Linked DNA regions of Mus musculus: region 2 is linked to region 1. Evidence: chromatin contacts called from public Hi-C data. All regions are on one chromosome and are shown on one strand. The core of a region is the stretch at or near the end of the contact, and the rest is flanking DNA. Distances in the headings are between cores, read along the strand shown.

Evidence for each region. Hi-C and Micro-C count contacts between places; a contact is called where the count stands out from the background.
Region 2: a contact with region 1 is called in a Hi-C map of the N1E-115 cell line, with 9 times the contacts expected there. The contact joins two enhancer-like sites. A contact is called at or near these places in 4 of 39 promoter capture datasets (the 3T3-L1 cell line, cranial neural crest, frontonasal cranial neural crest and 1 more), 3 of 484 Hi-C or Micro-C datasets (the N1E-115 cell line, cerebral cortex and cortical neurons) and 1 of 9 other capture datasets (liver).

What each region holds. Positions count from the first base shown.
Region 1 is chr4:91,390,760-91,395,056 of GRCm38.p6, reverse strand. It overlaps a transcript of Elavl2 not described here. Among named protein-coding and RNA genes, the nearest start is that of Elavl2, 16 kb to the right of the region's middle. Within about 2 kb of position 2,181, at least 5 of the 459 cell types and tissues checked have an H3K27ac peak or open chromatin away from gene starts, as enhancers often do. A contact at or near this core is called in the N1E-115 cell line, where this site is marked.
Region 2 is chr4:94,005,346-94,009,642 of GRCm38.p6, reverse strand. No RefSeq gene overlaps it. Among named protein-coding and RNA genes, the nearest start is that of Gm32035, 140 kb to the right of the region's middle. Within about 2 kb of position 2,317, at least 14 of the 459 cell types and tissues checked have an H3K27ac peak or open chromatin away from gene starts, as enhancers often do. A contact at or near this core is called in the N1E-115 cell line, where this site is marked.

The DNA of each region.
Region 1 (4,297 bases), core at 932-3,431:
ACAGAGGCTTGACTATGTATAATATTTAGGATTCAGTTCTATTGGCCCTGGAACATGTATCTTGAAAGACTGGTCAAATTTTAGCCCCCAAAATTAAATTTGATTGTTTGTGAATAGATAACAAACAAACAAACAAAAACAGTGAAACAACAAAAACAAAAACCCCACAAAGGCAAAACAACAAGAAAATAAAAACAAAGCCCTCAATACATTTTTTTTCTGTTTTAAATCTTAAAATGTATTCATGATTTTTCTATTATATCCATAATTTGGAAATTTGTATTATGTACTAAAATAAAAACTCTGTGACTAGGCATATTTTTTGTCTATCATATTCATCAAAATTAAAAAAAATAATCTGTCCCTATAAATAATAAATACCTATAGCTGTGCATATAAAAGGCTGTGGTTATAGAAATATATTATAAAAGAGAAAAATTGAGTTATTAAAGCTTTTTTCAACTTTAAACATAAGGGAAAATAGGTATCATGAAAATTAGTTTTATTAAATAATAAGACCATTTATTGTACTTAGTACTAACGAAAGACTGAGACTGTTTTAGAGCAAGTCTATGGGACATCTTCTTCTTAACCTCTCCTCTACTGCATTCTCATAACTTCATCCAAAGTTATAATGCCCTGAAATCAAGAGTGGGAAAAATATTCAATGTCTTTAAAGTTAGGAGAAGAAAAGCCAGGAGCACCTTACTTAAAGTTCCCCCTTAGGTCCTTCAGTTCTGCACTTAAGCTATCGCTATAACTTTTTTGAAGAGGAAGCCATTACACATTGTCTTAGGTGAGTTACATGTTGTGGATTTTCAATACCTCTGAGACTATGAATGTGCTACCAGGAACTCATGAAATAATGCAAACTAGATACCACCACTCTTGAAGGCCACTGTGAAGGCTAATAAAGGAAGCAGCAGTGGTGTGCATGCCTTGAGATAGAGATTATAAAGTTAATACGACTGGAGATCATTTCCATTAAGAAGGAAGAATCTAGCTTTTTTAATGTTTCCAGAAAAAGTCATTTAAAGGACTGATTAATATTATAAATGTTTAATAAAATCTTAAAAATTAACGTTATCCTTTGGTAAAGATAATGAGAGCTAAGATTGCTGTAGACATTTAGGCTTGCATTACGAACACCTCAGGGCTTAATCTATCAGCACTGAACCTGATTTTGTGGCATTGATTTTTTTATATATATATATATATGTTGAGGCTACATTGGAGGCCACTGTATCTGAGAATACAAATGAATGAAAGACTTAGCTCTACAAAAATCAAGGCATGTTGTTTAGTTATGGGCAATGCTACAGCCTCCATGGGAATGTCCCATTGGAAAATGGGGCAATTTTGTCAAGCAGTGGGCATTCCATCTCTAAGGTAGATATGTGGCCTAATGTTTATATGCAATGAGGCTAACATCATCAGAAGTTAGGTACCAATTTCCTTTCGGGAGGTAGAGGGTGGTCCCACGAATATACCTATACTTGGTATTACCTAGGCATTTCTGGAGGCATCTCAGTTTTGCACCATGGACTTTGTGTTTTCTTTCCACTAAAAAAAGTAGACTAATGGATTTTCAAATGATGTTCAGAAAGACAGTAGTATACATTTCTCTTGTCGTTACATAGTTATGCACATATGAGGGAGAGCAAGCTTCCTGCATCGGATGTTGACTGTTCCAAGATTCATTAGTGTAATTCCTCAGACACACTGCCTTTGACAAATGTGCACAGCCAGGAAAGCCTTTAATATATTGATTATGTTAGTGTTTTGTTGCTGGTGGCATAATGGATTCAGCAAAGCTCCATTTTTATTCTTCTATGCTCAAGCAAAAAAAAAAATAGATCTTGCAAACTGTACACGAGACTCACAAGCGAAAGTAATTAAATAACGGAAGTGCTGAGGGAGATTGTCTGTGAACAGGGCTCTGTAACAGGGGATGTAATAAAGAGGGTATGTGAGAGCGATTGATCTAAAGAAATGCTTTAAACCAGTTTCGGTTTCTTTGTATTATTGCATATCTACCTGATGAAAAGGAGGTGATGCTAATGTGAAAGTTACCTTCCTTGGGATTAATTTTCACTGTTGGTCAAGTTCAAACTATCCTGCTTCTTTCTGAAGCTCGCAGATGTGTGTAGCTTTATACTGTGGAAACTTGGACTTTATGCGTATAACATCTCACAGTTGCTCTCTGAGCCTCTCCTAACACATTGTAGCCCTTCCTTCTGGCATTCTCTCCTGGCAACCATTTTTTTTTAAATGTATTTCCCCGTGTTCCTTTTTAGGAAACCCCTCTCATCATTGTTACATGTATTATTTTATAGGAAGGAAGTATGTAAAATATTCTTGCCTCTCATCATTGTTACATGTATTATTTTATAGGAAGGAAGTATGGAAAAATACTCTCAAACTCATTTTACTTGTGAGCTTGAATAGCATTCAGAGTAGGACCGATTTCCCCAGAATTTTGTAGGCTTGCCCAATCCAGCTGTATATTTTATATGCTAATGTAAATTCTATTTTTGTTCCCCTTGGGGGTTTAAGTGATTATAATTGTTGCTCTTCAAAAGCCAAACAGATGATGATTGCTGCTTCAGGAGTGTACCCAAAGAAACTGGCTTTCATTAAACCTGCTCATCCACTTCATAATTATCTCCATTTTATCTAGCTAAGACGCAGGAAAAAGATGGCAAGTACAGTTCATTGAAGCCAGTTCAGTTATTTAAACATGGCTTTATTGAACTAGCAGGAGGTGTTAAAAGTAGGGGGAATGTTTTCGTTCTAACGTTGATATGTAGCCAGTGGCTCAACTCAAGAGTTAGTTAAGCACCAAATGCCAGAGGCCACAGAGAGTGAGAGGAGTCCTCTAGTGGATACATGAAAGAGTACTGCAACCACAGCTTTTCTGAAATAATCTTTCACTTGCTCATCTCCGAATATGTTCAAAATGAAGTTATCTATCTACTACCCAGTAAAAAAGGGCCCTAAAAGTCATTCTAAGAAATAGGAAAATATCCTATATGATGTGTAAAAAAAAAAAAAAAACAAAAAAACAAATTGACAGATTCTAAGAGGATGACAAGTCCTGAGCCTGACATCAAGAATCTTGCACAGAATTCTTATGATTCCAGATCTGATAATAGGTTAGAAAAGGCTGTCATCCAGGGAGGGCAGTCCTCTCAGTAGGGAGGCACAGTGGCTATAAGTTATCTGCTCTCCAGACCTAGGGTGGCCTAGGGGTTGGGTTGCACTGGATAACGTTTCTAACCACACTTGGCTGGTGTACATAGAGCTGTTCAAAGCATCCATCTGTGAGAAAATAACTCATTGCTGGTAACACAGAAACTATTTCATTTCATATGTAGGAACTGGAATATGGGCCTATCAGCCCCTCTCATCTACAGCTTAATCAGCATCTCCTTGATCTACAATGGCTTGTCAATGCATGATGCTAAATTATTTCTAGACTGCAGAGTCATTCTTAAAGCCTGAAGGTAGATTGCCCTCAGGGAATGAATATTTTCACAGTGAGCTCCTAGGCAATCTATGCAATTTGAATTCTTAAATCCAGGGATAGTATATCAATGGCTTGTTCCCTGCAAATTTTGAATTAAAAACTGTTTGGGAGTGTGACTGCCATGGAATTTTCCTGAATTCCTACGTGTAGGTCTGCTTTAAAAGGCTTGAATCCGAGAGTGCTCCAGCTGTACCCAAACCAGCCCTGACAACAATGGAAGGACTTCTCACTTCCTTTCTGCCTTGCCATTAACCTTTAGGGTCTGAGTATCCTTTGTTACCTTTAGGCTGTTTCCACCTTTGTTAACATTGTTAAAGCTCAAAATCTACTAGGGAAATATTTCCATTTCTTCTAAGGTGACAGGCAAGTTGCTAATACATTTTAAACTACGAAAAAAGTGTTAAGGATAGTCTTGCTGTGTTTAATAAAAAGTCACTGTAAGTCAAAAGTTACTGATAGAAAATTCATGTCAGGCTAGCATACTCTCTGTCTCTCTCTCTCTCTCTCTCTCTCTCTCTCTCTCTCTCTCTCTCTGTGTGTGTGTGTGTGTGTGTGTGTGTGTGTGTGTGTGTGTGTGTGTATTTCTTCATTGGTTGCTTTTCTTAACTAAAAGGCACCTTTACTCTGCATCCAGAAGACCACTTACTTATCTTGAGGTAAAACAGTGCTAAATGAACTAAATAAACTAACTGAACAGAAAAATATGACTCTGAAAAAAAATAATTTGGTAGTGTTGACTCATCTGCTTATGTTTATTAAATTAAAGTA
Region 2 (4,297 bases), core at 1,068-3,567, 2.6 Mb before region 1:
GGTGTTCTGTGAACAGTCATGTGTGAGCAGGGACTGAGCCTCAGTCCTTTGCAAGGGCAGTGGGTACCCTTAATAGCTGAGTCTTTTCTCCAAATCCCTGTGCAAGATGCTTAAATCTGTTCTTTCCATGTCTGTAAACTTGACATCTGCTTTTATGTTTGGGGAGGTGGTGATAGTTATTTGATTAGTTAATTTAAAGTGAAGCCTAACTCTTTCTCCTCTTGGGAATATACTGGCCACCACCAGGCATTTGCCTCTGCTCTTGTAGAGCAGGCTTTCCAGGGGCAGGCGTGGCTGGCTGATTTGTTTCAAAGCCTTCCTGGGAACATAGAGCTATTTATTAGAATGCCCTGGTTATCTATAGAGTAAGCGGTGCTATTACAGATCTGCTTAAAAGATGGATTATCAGATTACACCCTTTTTATGTAAATGTAGCCTCAATTCTAGTTCTTAGTTAAGACTTTCCAGTGGATTTATTTTGTTTGGAATTACTAAAAGGTATTATAACTCAGAGGCTACAGATGCAATACATTGTTGAAGACTGTTCTCTAATTTGGGAGTCTGGCGTGTTCTTGCTGGAGTCGAAGCAATTGAACAAACCGAGGAGACAATCCATGGTACCATTACATACACAGGATAATAAAAAGCATGCTGTGAGTTTATTTTAAAATTGTGTGTATGGCTGCAGTTAGATTGCTCACTACGGATTTTAACATAGCTGAAAATCTGTCCTCCAGAGATTTGTTTTTTATTCCTCTTGAAAATTCCATAAAGTTCTTTGACTACCTGAGTCTTCCTCTTATGCATTCTTTTTCAGTTCTATGTTTTCTTAGTTTATCAAATGCCATCACTCCTTAACCTATACAATAATTCCACTGTATTATTCCATGGTTAAAACCTTTCAACTCATTTTCTTTGTACTTGAAAATATGCATTTTACCTTTTTCTTAGAGATGGTAAAGAACCTGAGTTTGGAACGGAATAATGGGTTTTTTTTTTCTTTCTTAGAGTTACTCTCAGTAACTAAATGCTTTCTGTAAAAAAATTTTAAAAATCTAATATATAAGATACCAGGGTGACACCATTAGATAATTATAGCATGTTTAAATCTCATGTTTTTTTTTTCTTTTTCATTTTGGTTGTTGCTATGGTCAGCAAATGGACCCTGGAATCCCTTGCAAGCTATACTCACCCATCTGACTGTAGTAGGATACTGTAATAGGCAAATAACAGAGAAAACCAGTGACTTAGTCGATGTGACCACATTAAAATAGAAACAAAGAGGTGTAGTGACACCTCTTCATCTCCCCTCTATCCTCGAAGTCCTGACATGAGGTTTAGTTTTAAGTAGAGTGTAAAAGATATGCACATTTAAACAGTCTTGTCTGTCCATCATTGTCTGGACTTCATATTCTCCTGATGAGTTGCCAGAATTGTGTGAAATTCCTTTCCTAGAGATAAGTTTCTTCTCTGGCTGGTACCAGACTGCAGCCTTTTCCTTCTCTCTGTGTAAGACTACTGGGGACACTCTAATTTCTTGGGAGTCCATTTATCAATAGTTTGAGAGACAAAGGGAGCCACATGGTGTCCCTCCTTAGACTACCCTCGGTACTGCCACGACAGTCACACTCTGAGAAGCATCTGAGTTCTTTAAGCCAAAAAGCAGAGCCTTATTTCTGGGTTTCTTTGTGGGCAAATGTTACCTCAAAGCCTTCCAGATCTTGCAGTCCATGAGCTGCCCTGACCACTCTTGACAGTGAGAGCAGTGTCAAAATTAAAAGTTTTAAAACAAAATGTTAGAAGCTAAATCGTCTTTTAATTGAAAGTATATATATTTTCTTTTAAAAACAGTCTAGAAAGACTGTTTTTGTGTTGAGTTTGTATTATTTAATTGTGTGTGTGTGTGTGTGTGTGTCCTGTTACTCGATTCTCTTTTTCTATTCTGACTGGTTGGGACAGGTGCTGGAATGTTTAGCTAAGAAGGTTACAGCTTCCCATCTGTTTTAATGCCTCTGCACTGATACTACCAGTCCTGCTCTTTTAACAAAGAAGTGCATCACTTTTCCAACAGAGGGCAGTGTTACCTAAAACAATAAGCCCTCACCAAGTCCCAGGATTTGGAAGTGTCCTCTGCGAGGAGTTGAAAGGACACGGGGAAACAATTTCTTTCTTTCATTCCTGGTTTTGTAGCTTTGACCACAGTTGCCATTTTTAAAAAATGAAAACTATATAAAAAAAAACTCTCCTAAGTGTCCCTGACCTCCAAGGAAGAAACTGAGAAAATAAAGGCAGCATGCATAGAGGGTAGGTTCTGGTTATGCTGACCGGAGAATTACAAAACCCTGCCCTTGGCTGCCTCAGCCACCTTCAGCCTGTTATGTGGACGTTTGGCTTTGAGAAAAAGGAAGGGTCCGTGAGGCCGTACCACAGACTACATCAGGTGGTGTTCCTTTTGTGCGTTTTCTGAACATGCTTGGTGCTTCTGGTTTCCTGATGGAAAAGGAGCTTGGCTCCATTTGTAAATTAGGATACACAGTTTGGCATATGTGCCTTTAAACATTAAAGGATGCTCAATTTTCAGCACTGAGTTTTGATATCATCTTCTTAGTCAGGAATACTTGGTTAATGTCAGGAAACACATGTTTGTTAAATGTTTACTTCCTTTCTGGGATTACAACCATACGCAACTTATCCCATGTAATTGTTATGACATGTTTAAGAGGTTGAGAGAGTTCACCTTTTCTTATAGAAGAAGAGGATTGCAAGAAAAGTTGAGCAATATCAAATCAGCTGGCGGCAGAGGTAAGCAGTGAACTCATCTCTCATGTGAGACTCACTCTGTCACTGACTAACAGACTGGCTCTAGGAAACCTTGAATAGATGAGTTATTGTAGTTCAGAATGATAGAAAATGGTATCTCAACATAGTGGATCAGACATAAGTACATACATGGTCAGTGGTTTTCCGTCTTGCCTAATTTGTGTTTGTGTGCATGTGTGTGTATGTGTGTGCACAAAGGTGTGGAGGCCAGAGGATAGCATTGGGTGTTTGGCTTTAGGTGTCATCATCAGCCACAAGTGCATCAAGAACAAGAACAACAATTACAAAAAAGAAAAGTGAAGGAAAAACAAATAAGCAAACCTACTCTCTTATACCAGCTTGGAACTCAACAAATAGGCTGGGCTGGATGGAGTGAGGCCCAGGTATTCACCTGCCTCTATACACCCAGCACTGGGATTATAATGCAAGCCACGACATCTGACTTTTCATAGGAGTTCTAAGGATCACACTCAGGCCTTTATGGTTGTAAGGCAAGCACTTTTCTAACTGAACTATCACTGTGGTTTCTCCTTTCCTTAATCTTTACATTTCTTGCAGTCGTTAAAAATTGGACATTTTAGAACATCTTTTCAGCCTTACCCGAAAAGGCTAATAGCAATCCCCCCCCCCCCCCCCCAGAAAAGACATTTTAAAAGACATTTTAAATCTCTCTCTATATATACCTTTAGCCCTTGTGTTGTTAAAAGTTCAAAATGCCTGCTTATCATTTGGGTTTTCTTGATAGATAAAACAGTAACGAAATGCCTGGAGAAGGGGAAGTTGACCTGAAGGGCAACTTCTGAAAGAACACCATCCAGATCACCACAGAAGTACCCAACCAGAGAGGCAAGAGGGCCTTCCTAAAAGACTGGCTGTTCTTGCAAAAGTCCTAGTGAGTCACAGGGGCCAGGCCAGGGTCCTGGGCTTCTAGAGGAAATAGACATGATCTCACTAAGACCCTTCATCACACACCAGCCCACTAGACAGCAAGGCTGACTGCAGTAGCCTCTCCACTGCCTCAGTCTGATTTCCAAAAACAGAACGACCTGCCTCGAGAAGAGTATTATTAGCAGCACAGAGAGACTCTCATCTTTTTTTCTTTCCATTTTTTTTCCATAATGAGTAAACACAGAGGTCCAGGCAGTCAAAGGTGCCAGCCTACACAAGTGTTTTCAAAGCCATCTCTGAAACGAACACTGGGGTGCTGTGTCTCATAACCCTACACAAAACTGACGGTAGCCAGCTGTTTTCTGAGCTAAACACTTTCCTGAAGAGCCAAAAGCCAGGAGGCAAAAAGGGAGAATGTGAAAATAACTCCTCTCCTCCCAAACCGCAGATGACAGATCAGCCAGAAAGGACCCTGGAGGAAACAGAAGTCAATGAGGCAAAAGTCCTTGCAAATGACCCTGGCTGCTTCTCTCTCCTGCTGCAGAGACGATCCACCCAAATGGCCTTTTAGCAGCGCGGCATCGGAACG